Linked DNA regions of Mus musculus: regions 2, 3, 4, 5, 6 and 7 are each linked to region 1. The links are chromatin contacts, called in public Hi-C, promoter capture Hi-C and targeted proximity ligation maps. All regions are on one chromosome and are shown on one strand. The core of a region is the stretch at or near the end of the contact, and the rest is flanking DNA. Distances in the headings are between cores, read along the strand shown. Region 1 holds the start of Vldlr (very low density lipoprotein receptor). Region 2 overlaps Smarca2 (SWI/SNF related, matrix associated, actin dependent regulator of chromatin, subfamily a, member 2). Region 3 overlaps 4931403E22Rik (RIKEN cDNA 4931403E22 gene). Region 4 holds the start of 4931403E22Rik (RIKEN cDNA 4931403E22 gene). Region 5 overlaps Gm46648 (a long non-coding RNA gene). Region 6 overlaps Gm46648 (a long non-coding RNA gene). Region 7 has its middle 53 kb from the start of Gm815.

Evidence for each region. Promoter capture Hi-C pulls out the DNA fragments that hold promoters and counts their contacts. Hi-C and Micro-C count contacts between places; a contact is called where the count stands out from the background.
Region 2: a targeted proximity ligation map of embryonic forebrain shows a contact between it and region 1, with 7 times the contacts expected there. A contact is called at or near these places in 4 of 39 promoter capture datasets (3T3-L1-derived adipocytes, hippocampal neurons, neural stem cells and 1 more), 1 of 484 Hi-C or Micro-C datasets (nephron progenitors) and 9 of 130 datasets of targeted methods (VIP interneurons, embryonic basal ganglia, embryonic forebrain and 6 more).
Region 3: a promoter capture Hi-C map of hippocampal neurons shows a contact between it and region 1, with 2.2 times the contacts expected there. A contact is called at or near these places in 3 of 39 promoter capture datasets (cranial neural crest, hippocampal neurons and liver), 1 of 484 Hi-C or Micro-C datasets (nephron progenitors) and 7 of 130 datasets of targeted methods (SST interneurons, embryonic basal ganglia, embryonic forebrain and 4 more).
Region 4: a promoter capture Hi-C map of hippocampal neurons shows a contact between it and region 1, with 2.6 times the contacts expected there. A contact is called at or near these places in 9 of 39 promoter capture datasets (the 3T3-L1 cell line, the C10 cell line, the HPC-7 cell line and 5 more), 3 of 484 Hi-C or Micro-C datasets (cerebellar granule neurons, granulocyte-monocyte progenitors and nephron progenitors) and 8 of 130 datasets of targeted methods (cardiomyocytes, embryonic basal ganglia, embryonic forebrain and 5 more).
Region 5: a targeted proximity ligation map of forebrain shows a contact between it and region 1, with 7 times the contacts expected there. A contact is called at or near these places in 6 of 39 promoter capture datasets (the 3T3-L1 cell line, cranial neural crest, embryonic stem cells and 3 more), 15 of 484 Hi-C or Micro-C datasets (B cells, LSK cells, adipose-derived mesenchymal stem cells and 11 more), 10 of 130 datasets of targeted methods (astrocytes, craniofacial prominence, embryonic basal ganglia and 7 more) and 2 of 9 other capture datasets (embryonic tail and embryonic trunk).
Region 6: a promoter capture Hi-C map of neural stem cells shows a contact between it and region 1. A contact is called at or near these places in 4 of 39 promoter capture datasets (cranial neural crest, embryonic stem cells, maxillary cranial neural crest and 1 more), 8 of 484 Hi-C or Micro-C datasets (LSK cells, adipose-derived mesenchymal stem cells, brain and 4 more) and 12 of 130 datasets of targeted methods (craniofacial prominence, differentiating embryonic stem cells, embryonic basal ganglia and 8 more).
Region 7: a Hi-C map of muscle stem cells shows a contact between it and region 1, with 2.8 times the contacts expected there. A contact is called at or near these places in 1 of 39 promoter capture datasets (cranial neural crest), 3 of 484 Hi-C or Micro-C datasets (brain, cerebellar granule neurons and muscle stem cells) and 6 of 130 datasets of targeted methods (SST interneurons, a beta-TC-6 cell line, embryonic forebrain and 3 more).

Annotation. Positions count from the first base shown.
Region 1 is chr19:27,215,719-27,218,415 of GRCm38.p6, reverse strand. Vldlr (very low density lipoprotein receptor) reads right to left here and starts at 1,396. Exons shown (of 18, transcript NM_001161420.1): 1 at 720-1,396. The coding sequence starts at 801. All of the region lies in intron 3 of Gm35438 (a long non-coding RNA gene), which reads left to right.
Region 2 is chr19:26,768,861-26,771,557 of GRCm38.p6, reverse strand. It overlaps Smarca2 (SWI/SNF related, matrix associated, actin dependent regulator of chromatin, subfamily a, member 2), which reads right to left. Exons shown (of 33, transcript NM_011416.2): 29 at 515-620; 30 at 1-50. It overlaps 4931403E22Rik (RIKEN cDNA 4931403E22 gene), which reads left to right. Exons shown (of 4, transcript NR_045306.2): 4 at 2,455-2,697. Among named protein-coding and RNA genes, the nearest start is that of Gm46648, 54 kb to the left of the region's middle.
Region 3 is chr19:26,794,357-26,797,053 of GRCm38.p6, reverse strand. All of the region lies in intron 1 of 4931403E22Rik (RIKEN cDNA 4931403E22 gene), which reads left to right. Among named protein-coding and RNA genes, the nearest start is that of Gm46648, 28 kb to the left of the region's middle.
Region 4 is chr19:26,822,605-26,825,301 of GRCm38.p6, reverse strand. 4931403E22Rik (RIKEN cDNA 4931403E22 gene) reads left to right here and starts at 1,395. Exons shown (of 4, transcript NR_045306.2): 1 at 1,395-1,454. It overlaps Gm46648 (a long non-coding RNA gene), which reads right to left and starts at 1,436. Exons shown (of 7, transcript XR_001782660.2): 1 at 1,339-1,436.
Region 5 is chr19:26,844,534-26,847,230 of GRCm38.p6, reverse strand. The region is part of intron 2 of Gm46648 (a long non-coding RNA gene); the gene reads right to left. Among named protein-coding and RNA genes, the nearest start is that of 4931403E22Rik, 22 kb to the right of the region's middle.
Region 6 is chr19:26,862,504-26,865,200 of GRCm38.p6, reverse strand. All of the region lies in intron 4 of Gm46648 (a long non-coding RNA gene), which reads right to left. Among named protein-coding and RNA genes, the nearest start is that of Gm815, 22 kb to the left of the region's middle.
Region 7 is chr19:26,937,740-26,940,436 of GRCm38.p6, reverse strand. No RefSeq gene overlaps it. Among named protein-coding and RNA genes, the nearest start is that of Gm815, 53 kb to the right of the region's middle.

The DNA.
Region 1 (2,697 bases), core at 147-2,646:
TAAAAGCCGCAGTAGCTGCGGAATCCCCGGGGATGGGAGAAAGAAAAGCACTCGGAGGACAGTCCAGTTGAAAGCCACTCTTGGAGCCCGAGAGACGGCCCGGCGCCTGGGGAGTCTCAGTCCCGGGCGCAGGCTGCGTACTTGTCATGGCTCGGCCTCCAGGCTGCCGCCCACCGAACGTGCGCTTGCTCACGGCAGCGCGAGGACTCCCGGCTCGGCCGGCACCTGGCGCCCGGTGTCCTCGGAGACGCCCACCTTCACCCACTGTGCGCTCTCAACCCTGCTTAAGTCTGAGGGGCGCACTCGGGCTTCCAGGCCCCGTGCTCTGCCACGGTCCTAACAGCCCGCCTGGCAGAGGAGGCAGAACCATTGTTCAGTGGCTCCAAAGCCCACATCCCCTAGCCCTTGTCAATGGGGGGTGAAAACCATGTAAAACAGAGGTTCTGGGAAGAAGGGGGACACAGAAGAATGACAACAAGTTCAAGGGACGCTTTAGGACACCCTAAACCCCACCGTCCCCCGGGCCTGGCTCCCAGTAACCTCGGCTCTGACAGCTCAGAGGCGCCACCCGGGTGGGGAGGGGAGGCAGGAGAGGAGCGTGGAGAGGCGCCTGCTAGGAGGGGATGGGCAAGAGGAGCCCCGGGGTCCCCCAGAACGCGGCGATCGCGGACGCCTCGGCTTGTTTCGGGCCGAGTGCGGAGGGGCGCGTCCCCACTCACCGCTTGCAGTGGCGCCGCTGTCCCGGGGCGCCCAGCACAGCGCGAGCAGCAGCCACAGCGCCCAGCGCGCGGACGTGCCCATGCTGCCCGCCCGGATGGTGCCTCCGTCGCGCCGTCGTTGTCGCCGTTCGCTCCGCACAACAAGTTACCAGCCCTTCGGAGAGGAAGAAGGAGGTGGGGGCGGGGAGGGAGGAGACGAGGAGGAGGGGGAAGGAGTGAAGAGCCGGGAGCACGGAGAGCACGCAAGGAGCGGGCACCCTTTCCCTGCAACTTGCACACTCTACTCCCCGCCAGCCACCCACCCAACCACCCACCCGGTCACCTCCCCCGCCGCGGCCGCGGTGTGCGCGCGGACCCTGCGGGCGGAAAATAATGCAGGCGTTGCAGAGAAGGGGAGGGAGAGGGGAGGGAACGGCGCGGGAGGAGGGGGCGGGGAGCCCGTTCGCCACCGAGGACAGCTCAAGTGAGCGGTTTGGGGGCAACCACCCGGGCGGCCGCAGGAGCGCGGCCGAGCGGCGCGGGGACCCCAGCGGGGGAGCTCAGCCCAGCAGCTCAGGCACGCACCGCTCTCCCGCGCGCAGTGAGGAGGGTGCGGGGGCAAGTGGCAGCGTGCGTGCGTGAGTGGCTGGGGCTGGGGCTGTCGCCGCCGCCATCCGGATGGCTCCAGGGGCTCGACTGCTCCGCGCGTTGGCCCGGGGCTCACGGGGGACCCGGGGCGGCCGCTGGTTGGCTCGCGCACCGTCCTCACCTCCAATCCCGGGTGCCTGTCCTAATTTCCTGATCCAGGGAACCTGCGGCCGCAGCAGCTGTGCGCTCCCTAGCTCCCTACAGTTGCTACTGTACCCTCCTGGCGCCTTGGCTAGGAGCGCTGATGCAACTATTGCTGCTCTTGCCACCGCCTCCAGGCTTGATGGGGCTGGCAGTTGAGGGGTCTGGGGGGCAGCAAGGAACCCTTTTCCTCCCTCTCCTGAGCCCCTAGGAAGGGCTGATGTAGTGAGGTCGGTAGGTAGCATCTTCCGGGGGACTCTTCTTTCCAACCTGAAAGTGATGAAGAGGAGGGGTGCGAAAGCTCCGCTGTTCTGCTGTGGGGTTCGGAGTCCCATCTCAATGGCAAGCTGAGATGCCATTTTGTTAAAAATTAAATGTGGCTTTAAGTAAGAGTGTGTGAAAGAGAAAGAGAGAAAGAACAAGAGCGCTCCCGCGGTTGTGGCTTGTCCTCTGTAATAGAACAAGACTAAAATAACCGAGTCTGGGATGGGGAGGAGGGAAATTGCCAGCGCAGCTCTGCATTCTCTCATCAACGATTAGAGTTAATTGCTAATTGCACAAAATGATAGTTTGAGGGCCTGTAATTAAAAGCTTAACCTTTTTCTGGTTGGAGGAAGGGGACCCCGGTAGATTTATTCTTGGTATAGTTTGTAACGTTCAATTATAAGCATTGTGGAGGGAAAGAAGTCAACCCTCCCAGAGAGGATAGATTGGAGGGAGGTGGGTGCCAGACAGGACCTAAGTTTATGGTTTGTTCTTAGTGTACTTCAGTTTTCTTGAACACATCGCCTTGGTTGAGATGCTTTCTGTGGTATACCACAGATTTTTCCAAATTATTTCACCTGTTAATATGTGTGTATGTGCTTCTGTTTTATAAGTTGCTGTACCTCGAATGAATCAAAGTTGACAGATTTCAGATTCCATGTCCTAGCTTCCTTCTGGCATTGTAATGTCACCTTGGTTCTCTTGAGCAGTTCTCTGGGGACAGTCTACTAGGAGAGATGTTCTCATGTACCCAGGAGACCCTGGGGGTAATTCTCAGCCAGGGTACATTTTGATCGGTGTAATTTAGCCTCATTGTGATGGATAATCTCACATGCAGATGGGGTCTTTCAAAGCTGCTCACTGTGGATGCTGTTGTGTATAATCAGAGGGTAGGAGATGGGCGGAAACTGCATGGTGAACACGTGATCACAGCCAGTACCAGTCC
Region 2 (2,697 bases), core at 83-2,582, 450 kb after region 1:
TCTTTCTCCAGGTCTCCCAGGCTCCGATACTTATGATTACGGATTCGCTCCTGAGGGGAATTTCGGGTGAAAACAGAAGAGGGATATGTAACCGCCCTTACTTGTTTAAGGAAGCCCACATTTCCCTTTGTCTTCAAAGCATTTGGCCTTGTTGGGTGGGCGGGGCTGAGCAACCCCAAGGGCGGGGCGTCACTGACCAGGACCACCCTCCCACCAGTGATCTTCAGGACAAGGGAAGGAAGGTGCACGGAGCGGGGAAATGAATGGCAATGGAGGGACAGAAAGGTTCTCAGAAACATGCAGTGTGTGTAATCTGAGCTTGCGGTGACCAAATGACATGCACGGGAAGGATGGATGCCATCCATCCGGGCCCGGCCTATCCTGGGGCAAGCCTTGTGTAGGTCAGTGGTTAGCAACCAGGAGGCCACGGCCCCAGCCCCACCTAGAATCACAACAGAGCATCCATGCATCCTCCTTTGTGTACTCGAAGAACAACAGGGAACAGAGTATCTACCTTTATCTTTTTGAAATCCACTGGCTTCCTAATTAATTCATAGTATTCTGGTAAGTCTTTCCTGGAAGGTAACTGAATGAAGACTTCACTGAGCTGTCGCCCTGAACTGCAGGATGGGGGAGACAAACAGAAACAAAGAAGATGAAGCACTCCTCAGCGAGGGGGTCATTTCAGAGACTCGTCAACACAGCAAAGGAGGTCACACACACACACACACACACATACACACACACGGGGGCTCTGGGAGTGGAGTGAAAGCCCACCACCGCTCTGGAGGCTGATGCCCCACATGCTGGCTTCAATCACATGAGAGCACAGTTATGTCCCCGCTTCTGTCACACACACACACACACACACACACACACACACACACACACACACACACAATGTGGCAAGTACCCTGTGGATTCTCCTGTCAGGAGCTAATCTCTTCTCATCATGACAGAAATATTTAAAATAACTGATTGAGCCCCAAGTCCCATTTTAAATGAAAAACAGGGTTGGTTAAAAGAAGGCGCATAGCCCTGACTCCCCGTGTTGCTTTTGTCTTCAGATTCACTGTGTATTTGGAAAATATGTTAAAATATACAGAGCAATGCTAATGTGAAGCCGCTGTATGCTCCCACAATCCTTTACGTGTTTCTACACACCACGGAGCCCCTCCCATTGTCCCTTGCCCGAGGAGCCCCTTCCCGTCCCCCAAATGCACTTATGTGGAGCAATTTGGACAAATGAGAACAATTGCTAATGTGCGTGCTGTGTGTTTCTCGGCTCTGAGCTGCACCCTCCCCCCTCCTCCCCCAGTGCATGGTGGGTTTATTGAAAGCAGGTTTAGTAGAGAGATGCTTTAGCCTTTTGTCATCTAGGAGGGCAGGCTGCAGAGCAACAAGCTTTCCACGTCAATTGAAAGCTGGAAGCAGGCACGGTTAAAGGTACAAAGGAGGATAACTGAGGTTCAGGACCCCAACACCTGAGCTGGCCTCGCCAAATTAATAACAGCTTGTGATATATGGTCTAGTCATTTTCCACAAAACTCTTACTGCCTTTAGGATGGCATCTCCAGTCCCTTTGTGTGGCCAGAAACATCAAAAGATAATCATAAACACCACCACCACCACCACCACCACCCCCCCGGCACGCATGTAAATTTTGGAAGGTGGCTGCACCAGGGCTTAGGAATTGTCAGAGGCAGCAGCAAGGCATGAGTGACAATATGCCGTTTTAATCCACAGTCCCAGTTGTATAATTAAAAAATAATCATAATGACAGTTATCATAAAAGAGGCATGCGCACTAACTCAAGTGGTTGCCTAGCAACCAGTGGGGGAAAAGCTGAAGTGCAAAGGGGCCTGCATAAATTAACCGACAATCCTCAGTCAAAGGATGGGCAAGTTTTTTCAGCTATGGCGGGTCACTGTTTTGTTTTATTTTTAATGCTTAGATGAGCCTCATGAATACTAAAATTGGGGACAAACCCAGGAGGTTTAAAAACAAGACTACTGAATGCTAGGAAATTAGATTCTTGGATTACAGTGGCAAGAACCAAGGTGTTCTCTTACCCCTCCAACCCCTGCAGACTGAGATATGTTTATATGTCCATAATTTGCATCATGAAGTATACAGCACATTTCCTTGTTTACAATCAGTTCCAACACAGGACCACAACTGCTGCTGTGCATTTCTACCCGTTTTGAAATTGATGAACTCATATATTACCTTTTTTGAAAAAAAAAAAGAACATCTTACTAGTGACAAAAAGTAGTCTCTCTGTGTGTTGATTTTTTTATTTCTGTAAGTATTTTCTTCAAGTGTTTTCATAAGCTGGCATCAATCCACACACTGGACCTTCCTGTAGCCCTGGCTTTAAAACCTGACCCTCACTGACATCTTCAGTGTCATTTCCTATAGTCCCATCAGATGGTGTCATTTTTCTATTGACAGATTACAAGCACATCTTGGCTGCGCACACCTGTGATGGACGGACTCTCAATTTCACCTGTGCTCAGGGTGAAGTAGGAATTAAACGCTATGGACTAGACCCAAGGATTCACTAGAACTTCAACTGAATGCAAAGCCACAAAGGTCACCCGTGCCTGCCTGCCTCCTCTCTCCAGGCAAACCTGCAGGCCCTAGGTCCACTGAAGGAACAAGTCCAGAGACACCCAGGCTCAGAAGAGAAGAGCT
Region 3 (2,697 bases), core at 59-2,558, 420 kb after region 1:
GGGTGGGTAGGGGAGTGGGGGTGGGTGGGTATGGGGGACTTTTGGTATAGCATTGGAAATGTAAATGAGCTAAATACCTAATAAAAATGGAAAAAAAAAAAAAAACTTCTTCAGAAATAATGTCTCTTCCAAAGTCTGATTGTCCAGGGCTACCTTCTCCAGGCTTTACCCTTCTAGACCTTGTTTATGCTCCCTGTCACTCTGCCCTAGGTCTGGCCTTGACTTTGGAACTAAGGTTAAAGCAATGCATTTGCTGACTATATCAAAGATAACAAATACAAGCCTTATAATTTAGTGGAAAATGAAGAAAGAGGAAGGGGGGAGAAGGAAGGAAGGAAGGAAGGAAGGAAGGAAGGAAGGAAGGAAGGAAGGAAGGAAGGAAGGAAGGAAGGCAGGCAGGGAAGGAAGAGGAAGGAGGAAGGAGGAAGGGGGAGGAGGAGGGAGGAAGAAGGAGGAGCCACAGCTGCTATGGCCACCACTAAAATGGGAGAGTCTTCTATAATATTTATATTATACTTTTCATGTGCTTGGTAGAACTCCCAAGCATGTAAGAAACGTAGAAAGTTCTAGGAGTGCAGTAGTCTGTGCTGGGTGATAAGTGTGGCAAACACCTAGGTGGGTAGTTGATGAATAAACTTCACCTCTGATTGTGCCCTCTGGTAATGTTAGGTGTCTCGTTTCTTCTCTGTGTGCCAAGTTAGCTGTTTGGATCCTCCTAGCTTCATTATGCCAAGGATATATAGGTCATTGAATCCACACCTCGGCTTTCTAAATGAGTCAGGCATGAATTAAAGCAATGATCAAGATGTGGAAACCCTAATGCTTAAAAATCTAGCTGAGCACAGAACTACTGAGCTGCCAGTCCTCGGGCTCACACAGCTGTTCTGTTAAATCATCACGAACAAGGAGCATCCTCAGACAGCCAAGGAGCCTGCAAGAATTCTGGAGGCAGGGGCATAGTGCCACTTTGTGCTGCCCAGTCACAAGTCTGTAATCTCTGTTAATGAGCTGGGGAAGAAGCCACCCCCTGACTGAGTTAGTACCCTGATGGCTTTCTAACAGCCCAGAGGTAGATGTGGGCAAGAAACAACCTTTTCAAACTTCAGGCTTGCTATTTTCTTTCCTGGAAGCTGTTTGGGCTTCACCTCTGGGGGCCTGTGGTGACTTTGGAGGGAGAATGGAAGGGGCTGGACACATTTGTTGGTGTCTTTCAGTCTTACAAGGCAAAAACTCTTAATGCACAGTATGAGACTGGCAAGAATAACTGTTCTCTGGCATCACAATAGAAAATTCTGTCTGTGGGCAGAGCTGCGACTGTGCAATATGCTTCTATGGCCGCATTAAAAAATGGGAAAATTTTAGAGCAATTTTAGGCTAGCTGTTAAATTGAAAGGAAGGTTCAGAGACATTTACGTCCTCCTACTCCCTCCACACCTGAATTCTCGCCCTTGTCAACACTTCCCCAGAGTGTTCTAAATTATTAGCCTACATTCCATTATTTCACACTCAGGCTCATTGTTGGTGATGTACAGCTTACAGTTCTAACCCATACACAACAGCCTGCATCTACCATTACAGTAACATGCAGAATAACTTGGCTGCCCGAAAGTGTTCCCTGCTCCTGCTTTCTGTTTCCACCATACTCATGTCTTCCCTTGAATGTCCAGTGAGTGACAGGCTATGGCAGTTCCAGGTCAGCTTCTTTTGCTTTTCCTCCATGTCTGCCATGGCTCAATTGTTCCTTTTGGGGCCCTGAGCAATATTCTGTTGTCTGTACCACAGTGCTTCTACTTACCTGGAAAAGGACGTCTTGGTTGGCTCCTTCCAAGTTTTGGAAGTTATAATAAACCTGCTGTAAATATTCATATGTAGGTTTCTGTATGCACATTTTTACTTTTTCTTCTTTTTTTTTTTCCTTCCCTTTTTAAATTTCTCAGAGTCCAGGCTGGCCTCAAACTCAATCTGCTGGCTATTTATTTATTTAGTCAACTTGACACAAACTAGAGTCTTCTGGAAAGAGGGAACCTCCTTTGAAAGAAATACCTCCATCAGACTGGCCTGTAGGCAGGACTATGGGGGGCATTTTCCTGGTGAGTGTGAAAGGGCCCATCTCATTGCGTGGTGTCAGTGCCACCCTGGGCATCTCATCCTAGGTCACATAAGAACAGTAGATAAGCATGTCACGAAGAGCAAGCCAGTAAGCAGCGTTCTTCCATGGTTTCTGCTTCACTCTATGTCCCTGTCCTCTGTGTTGGAATCTGATCAGGGAATGTAAGCCAAATCAAACTTTCCTTCCTAAGTCAGTTTTGGTCAGTCTCTTTATTACAAAACAGAAAACATACTAAGATGCTCTGGGCCACTAAGCAAGCATCACCATGCCTGGCTTACCTATTTGCAGTCCCCCCCCCCCGTCCCCCCCCCCCCCCCCCCCCCCCGGTGAGTAGCCAGCAGCATACTTGCTGGACCATATGGTGTTTATTTACACACTTTCAAAGCAGCCATACATTTCTACCAGCAAAGAAGGAGGCTTCCTGCTGCCAACAGTCCTCTGGATGGGGCCAATGGCAACAGCAGTTCTCTTTAAATTCACATTTCCCTGGTCATAGCAGGTAGAGAGTATCTTTCTTATGTGCCATCTTTGATTTATCCCTGCCGAGTCCTTGATCCATTTTTAAACTAGACTGTCTCCTGCTATTG
Region 4 (2,697 bases), core at 146-2,645, 390 kb after region 1:
CAAAAACTCAGATGACAGCAGATGGTGGCAAGGATGTGGAGAAAAAGGAACACTCCTCCATTGTTGGTGGGATTGCAAGCTTGTACAACCACTCTGGAAATCAGTCTGGCAGTTCCTCAGAAAACTGGACATAGTACTACCAGAGCAATACCTCTCCTGGGCATATATCCAGAAGATGTTCCAACTGGTAAGAAGGACCATGCTCCACTATGTTCATAGCAGCCATATTTATAATAGCCAGAAGCTGGAAAGAACCCAGATGTCCCTCAACAGAGGAATGGATACAGAAAATGTGGTACATTTACACAATGGAGTTCTACTCAGCTATTAAAAAGAATGAATTTATGAAATTCCTAGGCAAATGGATTGACCTGGAGGATATCATCCTAAGTGAGGTTACTCAATCACAAAATAACTCACATGATATGTACTTACTGATAAGTGGATATTAACCTAGAAACTTAGAATACCCAAGATACAAGATACAATTTGCAAAACACATGAAACTCAAAAAGAACAAAGACCAAAGTGTGGACACTTTGCCCCTTCTTAGAATTGGGAACAAAACACCCATGGAAGGAGTTACAGAGACAAAGTTTGGAGCTGAGATGAAGGGATGGACCATCTAGAGATGGCCGCACCCGGGGATCCATCCCATAATTAGCCTTCAAATGCTGACACCATTGTTTATGCCAGCAAGATTTTGCTGAAAGGAACCTGATATAGATGTCTCTTGTGAGCCTATGCCGGTGCCTGGCAAACACAGAAGTGGATGCTCACAGTCAGCTATTGGATGGAACACAGGGCCTCCAATGGAGGAGCTAGAGAAAGTACCCAAGGAGCTAAAGGGATCTGCAACCGTATAGGTGGAACAACATTATGAACTAACCACTATCCCCAGAGCTCATGTCTCTAGCTGCATATGTAGCAGAAGTTGGCCTAGTCTGCCATCATTGGGAAGAGAGGCCCCTTGGTCTTGCAAACTTTATATGTCCCAGTATAGGGAAACGCCAGGGCCAAGAAGTGGGAGTGGGTGGGTAGGGGTGTTGGAGGGGGAGGGTATGGGGGAGTTTTGGGATAGCATTGGAAATGTAAATGAGGAAAATACCTAAAAAAAAGAAAAGAAAAGAAACAGGGTTAGATTAAGAAGCACATAAAGGATTAGTAAAGCAAACTTCATGGTAAACCTATCAGGGATAGAGGACCAACTAAGGAAAAGACAATCAATCATAGGCTTTCTTTCTCTCTGATTCCTGGGCATCATAAGATGTTCTGTCCCCAATAAAACCCAATAAAATGGGTTGAAACCTTTGAACTGTGAGGCAAAATAGGTCCTACCTTCCTTAAGTGGCTATAACCGATACTGTGTCATAGCAACCAAAGTTGCTGTTGTCATAGCAACAAGAGCTTCCTTGGCGTGATCATTTGAGATGAAACAGTGCTAATACTTTGAGGTATGACAGTGATACTATGAGCTTAACAGGGAAGAAATATACAATGTAGCCACTGATCTACTGGGTGATGCTGTTAATAGTTTGCAGAAATAGTTAAAGAATGATTAAGGGTTAAAGTTAAATGAACAGAAAATCAATTAGTTCTGAGAAGTGGAATATTTAGTTTACTAGGGAAAAAATGCTTCCAAGTAAATAATTTACAATTCTTATGCCACTGTTATTTTTACTTTCCATTATCAACAAATTAACAATGTGTATGGGGGGGGGTAATGTGATTTTCTTCCTATATTTTTGAGCTTTATGGTGGGGTCTAATTGCTATTATTTCTCCCCAGCTTCAATAAAGCTTGGCTTGAGTTTTAACCTGGAGGCAGCATTCATTCATCCAAAATGCACATTGGCCTTTATCGTTATATAGGCCACACTTTCACTTTACAACTGGAAAAAAAAATCAATATTCTGTAAGATATCTCAAATATAAGCATGAAGCCTTTTAATTGAGTCAAGTTTTGAGCTCCAGGAATTCTCATTATTTTCTTCTAAAACCTTAAGTGTTCCCTCCTCCCAGCTATAGCCCCTGTGCCATCCTGTACTCATTTGTCCCATCCATCAGTTGGGCCACTTAGGTCCTCCATTCCTTGGTCTGACCTCCATTTTCAGAACTGAGGAAAGCTGCTGTGCAGAAGGCTTCGTGTAGAATAGATATGCAAAGCTGGTTTGGAAAAGTGGACAGTACTGCACAGATGAAGTAAATGGTGGCCCAGGGCCATCAGTGAGTTTTTTACTAGTCACCTCTGCTCCCTTTCTGCACGTTAACACACGGGGCCCCTAAAGGAATAAGACAGTCATTTTGCTCTTGTGAGATTACTTGCAGCCTTCCTGGCAACAAGCCTTATTGGGATTCCTGTCCCTCAGAAGAGAAGTGATGGCCTGTCCAGATAGCCTGGAAAGAAGGGTCCAGGCCTCCTGGGAACAGCGCTTGGTGGCGGAAGGTCTTGTGGCATAGACATGTGTTTTGAATCGCTCTTGCTACCTCCTGTGGTGACATCTGATCACACAGCTGCCTCACGATCTCTCAGGATCTCAGGGCGGTCACAGCACGGAGCTCTGTACATCTATCCACTGGCACCCGTTGATCAGCCCTGGAGTGCTGCGCCTTTGAGAGCAGGTTCCGCGGGGCTTCATGATTTCCAACATCCCCGACTTAAATTACAGGCTGCCTGGCAGAAAGAGGAACTGAAGGA
Region 5 (2,697 bases), core at 76-2,575, 370 kb after region 1:
TTGGCTGCCTCTTCTCTTTCTTCCTTCCCCACCCTCACACTTTTTTCGAATGGCCTGAAGGCCTGTATTCTTTTAGAACAGTGGCACTGTGGGTCCCAAAGGAAGAAGAAGAAAGGTGTTTGAAATTGCTGCCTGCTGAGAAATTCATTGGTGTCGGACATCAGAGCACCATCCTAGTAGGGGAGAAGCTTGAGCCATTCAGTTTTATTCTGTGACATCCTATTGTTTGCTCTGAATGGCTCTCACCTTACAGCAAGTGACAGATGCTGATTCTGGAGCCACTGAGAGTGACCATGGCCTGGGAACACAGATTTATGGTACCCCCAATTCTATGTTCCAAAGTGGAAACAGATTTATGAAATTTTATAGAACAAAGAAGGTCATAAATCACGGTAGGTTTAAAATACATTAGTGGGCACATCAGAAAAGTAGTTACAGCAAGACAGAGGGACGCTTTCTATAGGCCCAAGATGTTATCTGATGGCATCCGCAGATCTGAGTTATTGGGAGCAATGGTCTGCTAAGTTATTAGATTCCCAAAGTTTTCTATTAGTTACCCGATGTTAGTTCAGACACATAAGTGGGCAAGGAATGGCTGTTCCAGAGGGCTTAAACTAGCCCAAAATAAGCTAGCCTCTGGACCTGCAGCATTCTAATCTCTCCACAGTACTGAGATTCTAATCAGTCAATCAGTGTCCAAAAGACACAGCTTCTTTTCGGGAATTCTTGTTCACCTAGAGAAGGCTGACCCTCGCTGATCAGCAACTAGAGACAGAGGTGTAGTCAACCAAATTAAGTGGGGCTCAGCCAAGGTAAACAGAGTCAGTATGGGGGGGGGGGGGGGAACGACGATGGACTGAAACAGTAACCACAAAGGCCTAGATTCTTGGCCAGACAGCAGGCAGCAGTGAGCTTTCCATATTTTACAGGCATCCTAGACCATACCCTTTAGAACCTTAGCAACCAGGGGCCATTGGAGTGGTAGCTCAGAGGTTAAGGACACTGGCTGATTTTGTAGAGCACCTGGGTTTGGGGGTTTGGACCTCAGACACCCTGTGGCAGCTCACAAGCACCTGTTAACTCCAGTTCCAGGGAATCTGATGCCCTCTTCTGATCTCCACACCCATGGAGTACACGTGTGATACATATACCTACATACAGCATACATAAATAAATCTATAAAGCTTCAGTACTATCCAACAGTGTCTCTCCCATGTCTTCTCAAACAAAACACTTCCCTTAAAAAACGGTGGTATAGGAGGCATCAAGACATCCAGAGAAAGCCCCATTGTAGCTACAGGGAGAGAGGAAAGGGCGTGTCGCATGCAAAAAGGGCATTACAGGGTTAACACAGCAAAGCTTGCACAAAGGATGAAGGAGGAGAGAGAGAGAGAGAGAGAGAGAGAGAGAGAGAGAGAGAGAGAGAGAGAGAGAGAAGAAAGAGAGAGAGAGAGAAGAAAGAGAGAGAGAGAGAAGAAAGAGAGAGAGAGAGAGAGAAGAAAGAGAAATCGGTTGCCCCGGAGTGGAGGAGGGGAAACCTTCCACGCGGTCTTCTAGCATCAGGAGGTGCATTTCCATTTCAGAGCAAACTCAGCTACAAATGGGGTAGCTAGGAGCATGTCCCTACTTAGGAAGCAGATAAAACATCCTCCCAATGCCTTTGATGAATATTCGAGCACGTTTGAAACGTGCACAGCCTGGGAACCCCAAGCAGAGCTTGGTTGATTCTTGGTTGGAGAGAAATCCCTGCCTGGATAAACCCAGGCCTGAAACGGGCCACGGAGGCGGTGGGAGGCAAAACATGGACTGGATTTAAGAAGAGAAGCGCTGCAGCAGGGCTCTGCAACCAGGAGCCTCTGGAGGAGGCAGAGGCTCTTCGCCAAAAGGAACATTATTTGAGTACCTCCCAGCCCCAGGGCTAGTCACTGGTGGGAACCTGGGAGGGGCCGAACATGCTGTTCAGAATAATTTAGGAGGCAGAATATTCTTCCTGCTTGGTAGTGTGAAATCACTTATTTATGGCTCCCATTCAGACCCGGGTTTGTAGATAATCCCTCTTTCTAAGCAGTCGAACTCATGAATGTTTATCTTGCAAATCAAGCTGACACTAACAGCTTTTGTCCACTCGGGCATACATCAAGGCCTACCTTCTCCCTAGCACGTTTCTCCCTCATCAGCATGCTTGTCTCAGCCTCTTGGATCCCTAAAAGGCTTGCTCCGCCCCAAACTGACCTGGGGTCTCCAGCAACAATCAAGGGGCTTGTCTGCCAAGTGCTTGGGCCAACTTGGAACCTTGAGCTCCAGGCCCCCATAGAAACAGCAGTGACAAATGGACCGCCCTCCCTACCCCCGCCCCTCTGTGCTCCCACCCTTCAACCCCCAACCCGGGACAGAAGGAGGTAACCCATTGAAGGGCCTCCTAGGAGCTGGAGACCTTCACCCTGGATTTAGATTTCTACCCTTAAACATAAATGGCAAACTAAGTCAGAACAAAACCCAGGCCCTGGAAAAAGGAAGCCATAAAACAATCCCATTTATATGATGGGAGGACCAAAGACAAAAGACATACCGCCAGCCAGGATGCATAGATCCGAAATAATGAGATCAGATAGGAGACTGTGGATGCCAAAGACAGCCCAGAAGTCATCAATAGCAGAGGTTTAACTGAAAGCAAAGTGTATGTTTGGTACCCAGAGT
Region 6 (2,697 bases), core at 126-2,625, 350 kb after region 1:
TCTCAGATGAGAAAACTGGGCCAAATACAAAGAAAGGGACTTTTCTCAAAGCAATGCATTCAGAGAGGAGAGGAGGAGAAAAGCCTCCGTCAGATCTGCTCCACGTGATCCATGGCGATCTGAGTCACGTGACAAGGACGACCAGAATCCTGTGGGGAGTAGTCCTGAACTGAGGGAGGAGGTTAAACGCTGACGAACGAGAGATGATGATGGTGGTAAGCACACCATGCTTTCCTCCTGGCATCATGTGAAGAATTTTGGAAGCTTGGGGACAGTTTATTTGAAGGATGTGATGCCCATAAAGTTATCCAGTGCCAGCCCAGATACCCTTTTTTTCAGAATGTGGTGTCCTGGATGCCTCTCTGAAACAATTCCTGAGGATGCCATGGTCCGTTCCAAAGGCTCAGAAGTCAGAGAGGAAAATGTGGGTCTCCACTGGACCCAGTATCATTTCAGGAAAGAAGCGGGAAGTCAAGGATGCTTGATGTGGGAACTCACTCAAGTCTTTGGTCCTGATGACAGGCATTTGCATATGACTTACACAGATTCTCCACAGGGATAGCTGTCTTCTTGGGGACCCCACAACCCCACACCCCACACTGAGTCACAGATAAGTTCCTGATAAGTGGGTTGGCGCTTCTCTGACAGTTCAAGGGTCCATACATAAAAGGCAGCCATGCTATGCATTTGGCATAAAGCACTTAAAACTTGGGACTTGAGCTCTTGATCAGTGACTATTAAAATAGTATCCCCCTCAGTCCTTCAGAACTGTGAGGGCTCAGGAGTCTTTGAAGATGAAGTGGGCATTTGATCCTAAACCCACCACCACCACCATAGCAGCAGGACTCAGGCTTGCTAGCACATCTGCTTTTCACCCCTTCAAAGGTTACAGATAAAAGAGCCCCAGGACTCAGTGGCTCCCAGTAGGCTACTGGGTTAACCCAGCCACATTTTGTCACTTGGTCAATGCCATTATTTGGACCTGGGTGTTCCCCAGATCACATCAGTCCTCAATCGGTGTTTTCCTCTGATGTCACAAGCCCCAGAGCCTGCCCCAGATCTTGAGAGACTCATTGATTTCATGTCAACCAGGGACTGAAGAGAGCACCTTCAGTTCAACAAACATAACTGCCACCGACTCGAACATGAGACAGCCTGTCCCTGAGGTGCCATGTCACTGAGCAAGGACACCTCCCCCATATACAGCACGGTCCCTTTGTTCTGGGCCAGTTAGTCCCTCTTTAACTGTACTGTCCTCTCTGATTCATCCCTCTCGCTCAGGCAGAGTGACTCAGAAAGTGCTGTGTAAAGCCTTGCTCCGCTTAATTGATAAAACACCATCAAGCCAAAGAGGGGCTCTGTGGAGTCCAAGGACAGACAGAAGGAGATTGCTAAGCAACATGCTGGGAGGCTGTGGGTGCAGGCAGCTGAGAAGGGACACCAGAGGCCTGGCTGGGCTGGCCTTCAGCCATTTGGAACATAAACCTCAGAAGAAGACAAAAGGGCCCGGCCACAAGTTCACAAATGCCACCCAGGAACACAAACCAGAGGCAGGCCACACACATTTGCAGCATGAGAAGAGCCACTTGACTGTTTTAGTCATCTCTTAAACATCTCTGATTTTATATATATATATATATATATATATATATATATATATATATATATATAATATGCAAAGGGCTTTGGTGAGGCAAGATGTTACACACAGAAAAAGGATGGTTTCTGCAATGGGCACACTGGGCCTTCTGTCATAGCAAAGGATGTGAAAACGTGTGTGAAGTATGTATAGAAATGCACATATGTGTACACATATAGATTCCTCCTCTGCATACTGACTGAGCAAATGCAGACCCTTTGTGGTTGGGCTAACAACTGATATTATACTTTTAAAATATTTTTAAAGTTTAAATATTGGAAACAAATGCTATTGGCTTCAGCAACAAAAAGTTTACATAAAGGACAGAGATGTTAGCCAAATTTGATGATGGCCCATGCCTGTAATCTCAGCACTTGAGAGGCTGAAGTAGGACTATTGCCATGAGTTTAAAGCTAGCCTGGGCTAAAGAATGAATCTATGCATTTAAAGGAACAAAATACAGCTCTCAGCATTAAACCTTCTCTCTCTCCCTCTTTCTTTCCTTTCTTTCTTTCCTTTCCTTTTCTTTCTTTTCTTTTCTTTTCTTTTTCTTTTCTCTTTCTTTCTTTTCTTGACAGAGTTAGAGAATAAGATATCTCTGATGATAAAGGGAATGGAATCTGGATTCCCTTTATCCCAACTCAAGAGAATTACTTGCAGTATTCACAATCAAAAGGGAGGACAGTAGGAAATGCTTGCTGAGGTGATGGTGACCCGCGTGGTGACTAAAGGACCCCTCTATTTAGCTACTTGCTGGTTTGATTTGTGGGCTTCTCTTAAGAGACTTTTGGTACCAGGTCAGTTTGTGTTTTCTACCATAGGCAAGTGTTTACCAAGATTGCTATGGTTTAGAGCATGGGAGATCGGAGGTGGGGAAAGCCTTTGAATCATTGGACTGCAAACCCAATGCCACAGTGAAATGGAGGGGAGTGGAGACTGGGGAAGAAGGGCTTACAAACTGATGGCTTCCTCAGGTGGGGACCGTATTAAACAAAACCAGTCTTACCAGTCTGTGCCAGTGTAAGTTACAGCTGCGACAGTGTAAGTTTTAATATTGA
Region 7 (2,697 bases), core at 102-2,601, 280 kb after region 1:
TAAAGTCTTACAGGCCTTAGAGCAGGGTTGTTTGCTGGCTACTCCAAAGGGGAACCTGCCCTTTTCTGTTCTAGGTGCTAAGTGCTAGGTGCTGGTGGGTTTTCCTTGCCATGTGCACACACACACACACACACACACACACACACACACACACACACTCTTATTGTGATGTCTGCTTCTGAGTTTATAACATTTTAGGACTCTAACCCCTTCCTGCCTTCTATTATAAGGGCTGTGGTTAGGCCTACCCTGCATTCCAGGATAATTTCTCCTTGGCAGGACTGAATTCAGTTGCCTCAACAAAGGCCTTTGTTATTTATATGCCTCTTATTACTTATTATTACTGGCTAAGCTTAGAATGTGAGCACCCTTGGTGAGAGGAAAAACAGCACCACAGGTTTGAGCCAAGTTGGAAGCAAGGTCAGTACTCACCAGAATGATAGACAGTGGTCAGGCCCAGACCCAGGCTTCCCACAGAATCGCCATGAACTACATTAGATGGGGGCTTCTGAAGGCAAATCTCACGAGTTCACGGATGGACATCCCACTTTCCTCTACACGGGGACAAGCGGACATCCTGACATACTTCCTGTCTACGTACCTCCCACCTACTTGGGGTCAAGCTCATCCTATCCAGTTGGGACAACCAACCTTGTTTACTGAAGTGAAAACACATGGCTTGTTATCTTATACATACTGACCCCACCGTTCCAGGAAGTAATCTGTCCTTGGACAAGTGGGGCTTACAGGTTCAAGGCATTTTTGTTTTATAGATCTCTTAAACACAGTAATTAAAACTTAAAGCATAACTTTAGCCCTCGCATTTGGGAGCTGTTGTTTAGGAGAACTGTGTTCCTCTAATTGTTTTAAATATAAATATTTAAATTTAAATATAGCCCCTCTCGTAGTTTTAAATAAAAATTTCATGTGCTAACAGCTCTAGCATGAAGGATGCTATATTCAGAATAACGGGTAAAAAATTACCTGATATATCTTTGGGGCACAGAGTGACCTCAACAACATCCTTTTTCATTTTGGAGGACAAAGCAGAGAGGGAGGATGTTAGTCTGATATCCACGAGTAGAGATGGAACTTTTCAGTCCTGGCCTTGGAGGATCAAATATCATTTCTGGAAGGAATTCAGATGCCAGGATCTTGGCAGTGGTTGAGGCTCAGATTAAAAAGTTGTTTCTATCCTGATATTCAACTCTAACACATCTAGAAGGTCTAGGGACCACCCAGCAGCCTTCTCCTGTAACCCCCAGGAACCTGCAGGAAGAGACTCGGGCTGACATTGAAACCACACACTCAGTGCATCGGAATCCAGTAGTGCAGGGCATCGAGCCATGTCTGTTACTGAGCCCACCTCCCATTCCAGCCTCAAAAGCTCATAGGCCAGTTCTTTCAGCACGCAGGCCAAGCCGAGAGACTGCTTCTCTGTCATCATAGAGTCATCGAAATACACAAAAGCCTGTACTGGCTTGAACAACCACCGGAAGCTTTGTAGCAGACTCCACGGCTTATTGCTAAAAAGAACAGAAGCAGGTATGAAGACTCCAGGAGAAACAAAAAATAAAAAAAAAAAAAAAAAAAAAAAAAAAAAAAAAAAAAAAAAACCTCCGCTGAAGGAAAGCTAAGGCTTAGCAAATTGAGAGCTGCAGCAAAATTCGAGTGTATCTGAGGTGGAATCATATTTTAAAATAGTAACAGGAGTCTTAATTGTCTCATTTTTTTTTTTTTTGCTGTTATCCTGTAACTCTATAACAAGCTCAGACTTCAGGGATTCATTGTCATGGTGAATTTGTGTGGCTGCAACAAGAGAAAAAGGCTTTCATTTTCAAAAGCCCCACTCCAAGGGCACCTAAGGCGTAAACAACAGGCTAGGACAATTAATTGCTTGATGCGTTAGAAGAGGCCTCCATTCTAGACCAGGGAAGAGTCTCTGGAATTGGGATATAGTCATGGGCAGGGTAAAGAGAGAGACAAGGGAAGAGCAAGACTGAGTGTGTTCTATAGATTTGTGGGGGAGACACACAGATGTGTTGGGCATTGACCGGTTACTAACCTTAATCCCACAGATGGAAGGAGAAAGACCACTGACCCAAATTTCATGATCAAATTAATTAAAGCAAGCAATTAATTAAAGTGAGATTTTTTTAAATTATTATTACTATTCATTTACATGGGCTGCATTTTTGTAGGGTGGAGTTCAAGAGGTCAGCATTGGACTTAGGGAAGCTAAGGATTTTACAGCTCAGGGGTAGGTTTGTAAATGGGGGATTTGGCAGGCAAATAGGTGGGGTTACAAAAGCAGAGTATAACAAGGTGATCATACCATTGCATACACTAGCAAGATTTTGCTGAAAGGACCCAGATATAGCTCTCTCTTGTGAGACTATGCCGGGGCCTAGCAAACACAGAAGTGGATGCTCACAGTCAGCTATTGGATGGGTCACAGGGCCCCCAATGGAGGAGCTAGAGAAAGTACCCAAGGAGCTAAAGGGAACTGCAACCCTATAGGTGGAACAACAATATGAACTAACCAGTACCCGGGAGCTCTTGTCTCTAGCTGCATATGTATCAAAAGATGGCCTAGTCGGCCATCACTGCAAAGAGAGGCCCATTGGACTTGCAAACTTTATATGCCCCAGTACAGGGGATCGCCAGGGCCAAAAAGGGGGAGTGGGGGGTAGGGGA